Linked DNA regions of Ovis aries: region 1 is linked to region 2. A link is a contact called in public Hi-C data. All regions are on one chromosome and are shown on one strand. The core of a region is the stretch at or near the end of the contact, and the rest is flanking DNA. Distances in the headings are between cores, read along the strand shown.

Evidence for each region. Hi-C and Micro-C count contacts between places; a contact is called where the count stands out from the background.
Region 1: a contact with region 2 is called in a Hi-C map of tail adipose tissue, with 5 times the contacts expected there. The contact joins two enhancer-like sites. A contact is called at or near these places in 9 of 16 Hi-C or Micro-C datasets (blood, hypothalamus, liver and 4 more).

What each region holds. Positions count from the first base shown.
Region 1 is chr19:2,093,751-2,098,055 of ARS-UI_Ramb_v3.0, forward strand. No RefSeq gene overlaps it. Among named protein-coding and RNA genes, the nearest start is that of EOMES, 31 kb to the right of the region's middle. Within about 2 kb of position 2,036, at least 14 of the 54 cell types and tissues checked have an H3K27ac peak or open chromatin away from gene starts, as enhancers often do. A contact at or near this core is called in tail adipose tissue, where this site is marked.
Region 2 is chr19:1,685,588-1,689,632 of ARS-UI_Ramb_v3.0, forward strand. The region is part of intron 7 of NEK10 (NIMA related kinase 10); the gene reads right to left. Among named protein-coding and RNA genes, the nearest start is that of NEK10, 72 kb to the right of the region's middle. Within about 2 kb of position 2,669, at least 6 of the 54 cell types and tissues checked have an H3K27ac peak or open chromatin away from gene starts, as enhancers often do. A contact at or near this core is called in tail adipose tissue, where this site is marked.

The sequences.
Region 1 (4,305 bases), core at 786-3,285, 410 kb after region 2:
AGGAATGGTTCAAAGAGGATGTGGTCAGTTCACAGGCATTCTTCTGATTGGCTGGGGATGAGGTGAGTGGGAGTCAGCTTCATCCACCTTCTGGTTCCATCAGATCTGTGGTCTACCTGTTTGTGTGTGCGATTATCTTCTCCCACCTGAAAGGGGTTTCCGTATCTGCAAAACAGCTCAAAGATACTGTTCTGTGTATCCACTGAGGGGAAGCCAGGCCCCTGCCCCAAGGCCGCACCACTGTTTCTCCTTTGTCTCCTCGTCCCTTCCCTTCCCTGATTAACAACTGCTTAAATCTGATCCTTGGAGTTCAAGGAAGGTCATGGAGGCTGAATGAAGCCTGCTTCCTGTGATCAGGCAACAGGGTACACAGCAAGGCTTTTGCGTCCAAGATCCCCACAGGGGATCGGTTTCATTTCCTTTGTGGAAACACCCAGCTCCCTCTCTTGGTCCATAAGGTCAGGTGGGACTCTGTCCATCATCTGGCTTTGGGAGTGGGCAAATGACCAGATCTGGCCATCAGAGAACTGTATGCTGCTGGTCATGGAAACTGATTCGGGGATGAGCACTTGACCCAAGCTAATGAGAGACCGGAATGCTTTGCTGGCGCTTCTGGGGACAGGGTGCATGCACTGTTCTGGAGCTCCAGGTCACCTTCTGCAGGGAGCGCCTGCCTGCAAATAAAGCCAGCACTGGGAGGAACAGAGCCAAGACCTGAGGCAGCATCTTGATGGCATCTTTGAGACCTGAAGTTGGTCATGCTGGTTTTGTTTGCAATTTGAGTGACCGATACCTGGCAAACAGATTTTGACCGATGAGACCAGGAGTTCAGTGTGTTTTCTGTATTGATGAGCAAGCTTGTCCAGAGGTTGCCTTCCTCAGGTCACCCTGCTTACCTGAGCCCTAATTCTTTGTCTCAAAGTTCAGTGACAATATTATCTTGTCCTTACAGTCTTCTAGACCTCACCAAGCCTCAGAGAAACTTTCTCATTTGAATTTCTGAGCACTTTTTTTTTAAAGAAGTTTTTGTTTGTCTAAAAATTGGCAGAGATCATAATCAACAACAACCCCTTTTTGTTTTTAATAATATATTTACACATCCTCTCTCCATATAGATTGTAATGGATCTCAAGCTTAGGAATCACATGAATACCCCTCTCTATCTCAGTGCTCTACGCGGATGCTCTGTAACTGTTTGAAGGCGACATATAAAGGGTCACAGCATCTGTGATCCAGCTCTGTTGTTCCATCTCAACTATCTTCAGCATGCCTAGCATGTGCACATACCCTCAGCCAAACACACATGTACACAGATCCCTCCAACCAAAGGTGCACATATCATGTACACAGATCCCCCAAATAAAAATGCATAAACTATATTCTCATATTCCCAGCCAAACATACATACATGTACACATGTACACAGACCCCCCCCAACCAAAGGTGCACATATCATGTACACAGATCCCCCAAATAAAAATGCATAAACTATATTCACATATTCCCAGCCAAACATGCATATACCATGTACAGAGACCCCAGCCACACATGCATATATATGTACACATACCTGCAAATACATTCACACATGTACGTGCCCAACACACACACGTATGCACCATATATATGAACTTTCAACCAAACCTATATACCATGCTCACGGACCCCACACATACATGTATACTGAATTCACTGATGTAGAGTGGTGTGCTTCTTATATGTTGCCTTGAAGACCCTATTCGGGGGAGGACAATTCTAGAATTCAGTAATGGCTGGGCCTGTCTGGTTCCTCCTCCCCATTGCAGATGGAGCAAAAGGCAGAAGGAAGGGGAGCCTCCGTTAAAGAGAAAGAAGAGCCTGAATATCAACAGCCAGTCTGCGTGAGGGCCTGCGTTGCTCACCAGCTCCAGAGTGGAAAGGGTGCAGTGAATTCCTCCTGCACCCTAAATACTTGTCAGAGCAAACACAGACTCACCCTGCCTGGGCCCTGCTCTAAATTACACGGGACTGTAAGGAGCTGCATCTGGTCTGGGCGGGTGAGAATTTTTAATAGCACCGCGCAGAGTGACTCAGGCCGACTCCCCTCCGGCGCTGGCAACCCTCTGACCCGGGTTTCATCATCCACTCGAGGAGCCAGGCTTCATTTCCTTCTCGTCTTCTCTGGCTGAGTGAGCTGAAAAGTTATTTAAGACTGTTTCTACCCGAGGAAAAGATGGGTTGAAACAAAGTTTTAAAGAAAACAGTGGACAAGTGGGAACACTCAGGGCCTGGGAGTCACTGACAGGAAGGGTTTCAGCAGCTCCTGCCAGCAGGGACTTCCCTGGCCATAGGCTTTGGCCACAGGGGTTCAATCCCGGGTCCAGGACTAAAATCCTACATGCTCATGGACCAGCCAAAAATAAAAGGAAACAATAAAACCAATAAAAAATAAAATTAATGAAATAAAAATAAAAAAGGCATGAGAGCGCCAGGCTTCCAGCATGTTCAGGAAGGTCACTCCAGTAGCCAGGTCATCCCTTTGCCTCCCCTCCGCCACCAAATCCCTGATGCTGACACTGGGAATCGCGGCCGAGGCGGATTCCGGCTGGGTGGGGACACGTGGGCGAGCCCTCCCCGTGGGACTCGGGCAGCAACACGGTGACAGCTTCATCATCCTCGGCACCGAGCTGGAGAATGCCAGGCCGCCTGAGCAGCGGGTCCCGTTTCCGAGCCTTAGTTACGGCCCCTGACTCCTCCCGCGTCTTCTGCTCCTTCACCTGCGTGGCTGGAGATTTCAGAAAGAGCAAAGGAAAAGGGGACACGGGTTTCCGAATCACCATTTCCTTTATTTTCTGCAGATATGAGAAAGTGGTCATAGCGAATGAGGGCTTTATCTGTCCGTCCATCTAATCCCTTGACTACCAGGGAGGGGAGACCGTCCACATTCTCATTCTCAAGGACGTCTTTGCCCCTCGCCTCTGGTGTTCCCTGTTCGCTTGTGTATCCCTTTCTCGCAGGAAAGAACGTGGTGGCACAAATCTGCCCTCTGCTGGCCGTGAGAAGAATTTAAGGCGTGGAAAAAAAAAAAAAAAACAACCAAGAACGATGCCCCAGGGAAATGGGACGATGGAGAGATGACCGCATTTTCCAAAACAGGATGGGGATTTAGATTTTGGCAATAGTGCTCAGACTGAATATTGGAAGGTGTGTCTGCCAAAAGTTGGCTACCTTATCAATAAATATAATGGCTTGTGAGAGAGTAAAAAAGTGGCTTGAGAAGTGGAAAATCACTAGGTCTGAAGCCAGCCATACGTGGCCCTGATGTCAGTTCTCAGCTCTGTCAAATCGGGACTGTAGGACCTATAGAATGAGAGTGTGGTGAGAAGTAAGGCCACTTGGGGACACGTTATTTGTGTTATGGTTGGACTTCACAGCCTCACCCACATGGCACAGGACTCAGACCTCTCCATTCAGCAGCTGAATTGCTTAGATGGAAATTCAGCTGTGCCGCTTACTGTGTCTGCAGAGGCAGAACTGGGTTTTTGCTGTGGGAGCCTGAGAGCTGATGGTGGTGGTGCAGGGGGCTGGTAGGGATCTTGTGCTCCCCAATTCCAGGCAGGGAGCACGTGTCCTGGAGGGCCCCTCCCTTCCCAGCAGGTTCTGCCTGGCGGAAAGCTGGTTCCAGTGTGCAAGATCACACCTGCCTTCTCTTTAAGGTTTTTTTTGTTTGTTTGTTTGTTTTCAAAACAAAAACGAACAACAAAAGAGGGCTGAAAACAAGAACTTGACCAGTGGGCAGGCCAGAATTCTGTTTTGGCAAAGGGAAGTTTGTGTCTTTTTCCCAGCTTCCCAACTTTCTCCAGGGGTTCTCCCGACCCAGGGATTGAACCTGGGTTTCTTATGTCTCCTGCATTGGCAGGCAGGTTCCAAGATCCCCTGGAGAAAGGCATGGCAACCCACTCCAGTATTCTTGCCTAGAGAATGCCATGGACAGAGGAGCCTGGCGGGCACCATTCCATGAGGTTGCCGAAAGTCGGACACGACTGAAGTGACTTAGCACGCATACACATACACACAAAATAGACACATCCAAGGCTGTGAGGTGAATGAGTGTCGGCGTTTGGAGTCCACAAAACCAAAATCCATGTTGAGCAAACTGCAATCCATATACAATGACTTTTTCAGTAACCTGTATGTGTCTGTCCATTGTGAGTGAGCCCTCGCCTGTTTTCCTATGAATATGCTTTGAACAGCGGCCATTCCGGTCACATTGCCCGGCTTTTAGAGGAGGTGTGGCCCTCTCAAGGTAATTTATCTCACGTATTC
Region 2 (4,045 bases), core at 1,419-3,918:
CCAGACACAACTGAAGTGACTTAGCACTCACGTACCGATTTCCAATAAGAAGGCACTGCATAAAACTTCTGGAAAGTGCTAAGAGAGAGGGTGCTGGGAGGCTGGAGTGAAAGGAACTGGTTTGGAGCTCCACTAACGGCCAATGCTCTCAGGTTACTTGCACTGACGTTTATCTTGGGATGAACGGGTTTCAGGTGGCTCTACCTGTTTAACGCGACGTTGCCTCCTCTCTCCTTACCTACTGTGCACACAAGGAAGTTATTTGAAATACAAATATTAGCCATCATTCCAGCTCTGGAACGTGTCTGGCAATGAGTACATGAGTATGTATGAGGGGATGATCACGTGCTACCCCGGAGCTGCGTGAACAGCTGAGGAAAAGGCTCAGGGGCTCGAGGCCTCCTGGGTCAAGGGTCAAGGTTTCCTTAATCTGTGTGAAGGGAATCTGGAAACCACACACCCTTGTTCAAATTAAGAATGAAGGTATATTTATAACTCAATTAAAATAGTCCTATGACCACCTACTAATTTGAATTCCCATGATTGCTATTCACTTTAGAAGGGCTACAGTTAAAAGAATACTGTATGCATTGCCAATAATCATGATGGACATTTTATATACATAAAAATAACATTTTAAAACCACGTATATTTTTTTCGGCATTTTCTTTTCCGTTCCTGTTAGTAAGATCCCCAGGTTAGGCTCTGAAGGAGACACAAATATACAGATGACAGAGGTTGACTTCACTGAGCTGCAGGCAAGGATAAGGGAGACACACAAATAACTGGAATTTAAGATAGATCTAGGTAGGTGTTTTAAGAAAGCTACGGGGCTTCCCTGGTGGCTCAGACGGTAATCTGCCTGCACTGCAGGAGACTCGGGTTCAACCCCTGGGTCAGAAAGATCCCCTGGAGAAGGGAATGGCAACCCACTCCAGTATTCTTACCTGAAGAGTTCCATGGACAGAGGAGCCTGGTGGGCTGCAGTCCATGAGGCCACCGAGAGTGAGCGACTAACACTTTCCATAGGTTAAGAGAGTTATACAGGAGGTGCTGCGACACCCCAGAGGGGGACATATAATAGCCTGCTGAGAGGACTACAGAAAACTTTGTAAGGGTGGTGGCCTCTGGAGGGACTTGGAAGGATGGACAGTTGTGCTGAGGAGATGGTGGAGAAGAGAGGGAAATGAAGGGGATTCCTCCAAGGAAAGAGGACAGGAGGATCAAAAGTGCACAGCAGTTGCATAGAAAGAACATCAAGATGTTGTGTCACTATGAAAAGCAACTCCCTAAATTTGTGAAGGGAACCACTGGGAATAATGTTAGAAAACCAGACTGAGATGAACTGTGGGAAGACTTGAACATGAGCCTGAACTGAACTCTGCATTCGAGCCTGATGGACACGTGGGAATAAGGGCTGATCAGGCTCAGCTGTGGGGACCTCTCCCCAGTCTTGGAGGAAACTGGAGAGGGACGGGCGTGGAGGGAAGCCCCGTGGGTTGGTAGGTGCAGAGAGAACGGAGTGGACAGGTGGGCAGTCTTGACATGGTTTGACCAGCTGGACATGAAGGCCAGTGGAGAGGAAGGGTGCAGAGAAGAGGCTTCACCGTCTACACAGCGAGGTGACAGGAGGCCAGGACAGGATAAGCCCAGGGAAGAGGGGGACACAGGCTGGGTTAGACAAGGAGGTGGAGTCCGACATGCTGAGCTGCTGGCGGTGTATTCAGGTGATGGAAGAACAACAGGCCCGGAAAAGTGCGCCGAGGGCAGAAGACTGAGATCTGGCATTGCTGACATAAAGAAATTTAAATGTGAAGCTTGGGAGACGCCACCAGGGAGAGACTCATGTTTAAGTGACTGGTCATGGTCATTCTTAAATGTTTACCTAGGCAAAAATATATCTATACAATCATAGGTGTTAACAGTATGGAACTGATTCCATGTTTCCCAAACCCTGACCTGGGAATAATGATTTTATTCTGTGCAATGAGTAGTACTAGGTGTTTGAAAATATTTTTGTGATCAAATAGTAGGTTGAACAGAGTGTAACAAATTATTTTATTATAGATTTAAACTCCTCTGAGCTTTAACGTGCTGCCGTGCACCACAGTCTCCAGTAGGAGGAGCTGCCCGTCTTCCCTGCATATGGGGGGTGAGACACACCACCTTTCACAGAGCACTCACTGGGTCCTGTGAGCGCCGTGTCCCGTGTCAGAAGCACTGTTACAAAACACAGGAAAAGGAGCGAGGCTGTACCACCACTAGGAAATGTCATTGCTACGCCCTCAAGCAGTGACCCACCATTTACTAAACAAGCAACGGGATAACTGTAGAACAAGACCACAAGGCACCCTCATCTCTGGGCTCAGCAGTCCCGGCTACTGAGCTCAAGAGCAGACAGGACTGCGCGCCTCCCCGGCACGGCCTGGGCTCTCAGGACCCGGCTCCAGACTTCCGAGCCTCGTGACCTGGAGACAGTTTCCATCAATCTGGACCAATGTCCTTGCTCTACCTATTCCCAGAGTTTCTCTCTTTTTAAAACCTTGACGCAATAACATAACACTGATAAGAACTAGAGCGCAACAGCACGCCCTGCGACCTAGTCTGGCGGCCGTCAGTCCAGCAGTGTGTCCGGGGCAAAGCGCCAGGGCCCTGGACACGCTGTCCCTGGTCGGGCAGCCAGCAGAGCACTGAGCTCCGAGTGCCACGTGCTGACCCGCCACCCACTCCTCTGCAGTCAGCGGTCCACGCTGCGCATCCCTCTATCCCAACAGAAGGTTCCCCTGGGCCTGACCAGTACGTCTTTTCAGGTGTTAGGAACTACTCTTCTAAAGGCTGGTAAAGGGAAAGGAAGCGTTTCCTGCCTTGGAGTCTGGAGGAAGGGTGGTGCCACTGACAGAATCTGCAGAATTCGGCAGTTTGCAGGAGCGTCAGGATGGAGAGGCCCAGGTGAAGTTACTGCCTGTCCCGAGCGCAGTGGGCTCTCGAACACTTTGGCCCCTGTGTTCCTTTATACACTTACAGATCACTGAGAGTCCCAGAGACCTTCTGTCTATGTGAGTTAATCTATTTTATGTACCGTGTATGTGTGTGTTCACTCAGTTGTGTCCGACCCTATGCAACCCCATGAACTGCAGTCCACCAGGCTCCTGTGTCCATGAAACTTTCCAGCCAAGAATACTGGAGGGAGTTGCCATTTCCTCCTGCAGGGGATCTTCCCAACCCAAGGATCAAACCTGCATCCACATCTCCTATGCTGGCAGGTGGCTTACGAGGGAAGTTCTTTATATTTACCACGTTAGACATAAAAAGTGAGCAATCTTTACAACACAAGAGCACACAAGCATGTGTTCCATCAGGCGTGAAGTACACCATCATCACATACCCTGTGGCCTCTGGAAGGCCCCACTGCACGCTCGCAAGAGAGTGAAAATGAATCACACTGGAGCATCACCTTTAAGACCATTTTGACCCTGTGGGGCCCCTGGAAGGGTCTCAGAGACCTGTAAGAGTCCCCAGACCACCCTTTGAGAACCATTATGCTACCATATCATCCCAACAAATACCTGGAAATTTGGGACTTAAACGAGGGGAAAAGTCTCAGGCTGGAAACATGTGCTTGTGAGCAAAGAACAACACAACCAAATGACTGGTGAAGCCAAGAGCTCAGGAGATAGGGGAGCCTATAACAGAGAAAACAGCTTTGGGGAAGGTTAACATTTCAGGGATTCCCCAGGGGCTCCGAGGTAAAGAATCTGCATAGGGGAGACACAGGCGATTCGGGTTCGATCCCCAGGTCAGGAAGATTCCCCTGGAGGAGGGCATGGCAATCCACTCCAGTATTCTTGCCTGGAGAATCTCATGGACTGAGGGGCCACAAAGAGTTGGACACAACCGAAGCAGCTGAGCACAGCAGCAACATTTAGGAAGGCAGAATTTTAAAAAGGAGCAAGTAAACAGCACAGAAAAACAGAAGGTGATGAGGAAGAGCTGGAGGTTTTCAGGATCAGTGAGAGGAAACAGAAAGTGTGGCAAGGGGCGCCAG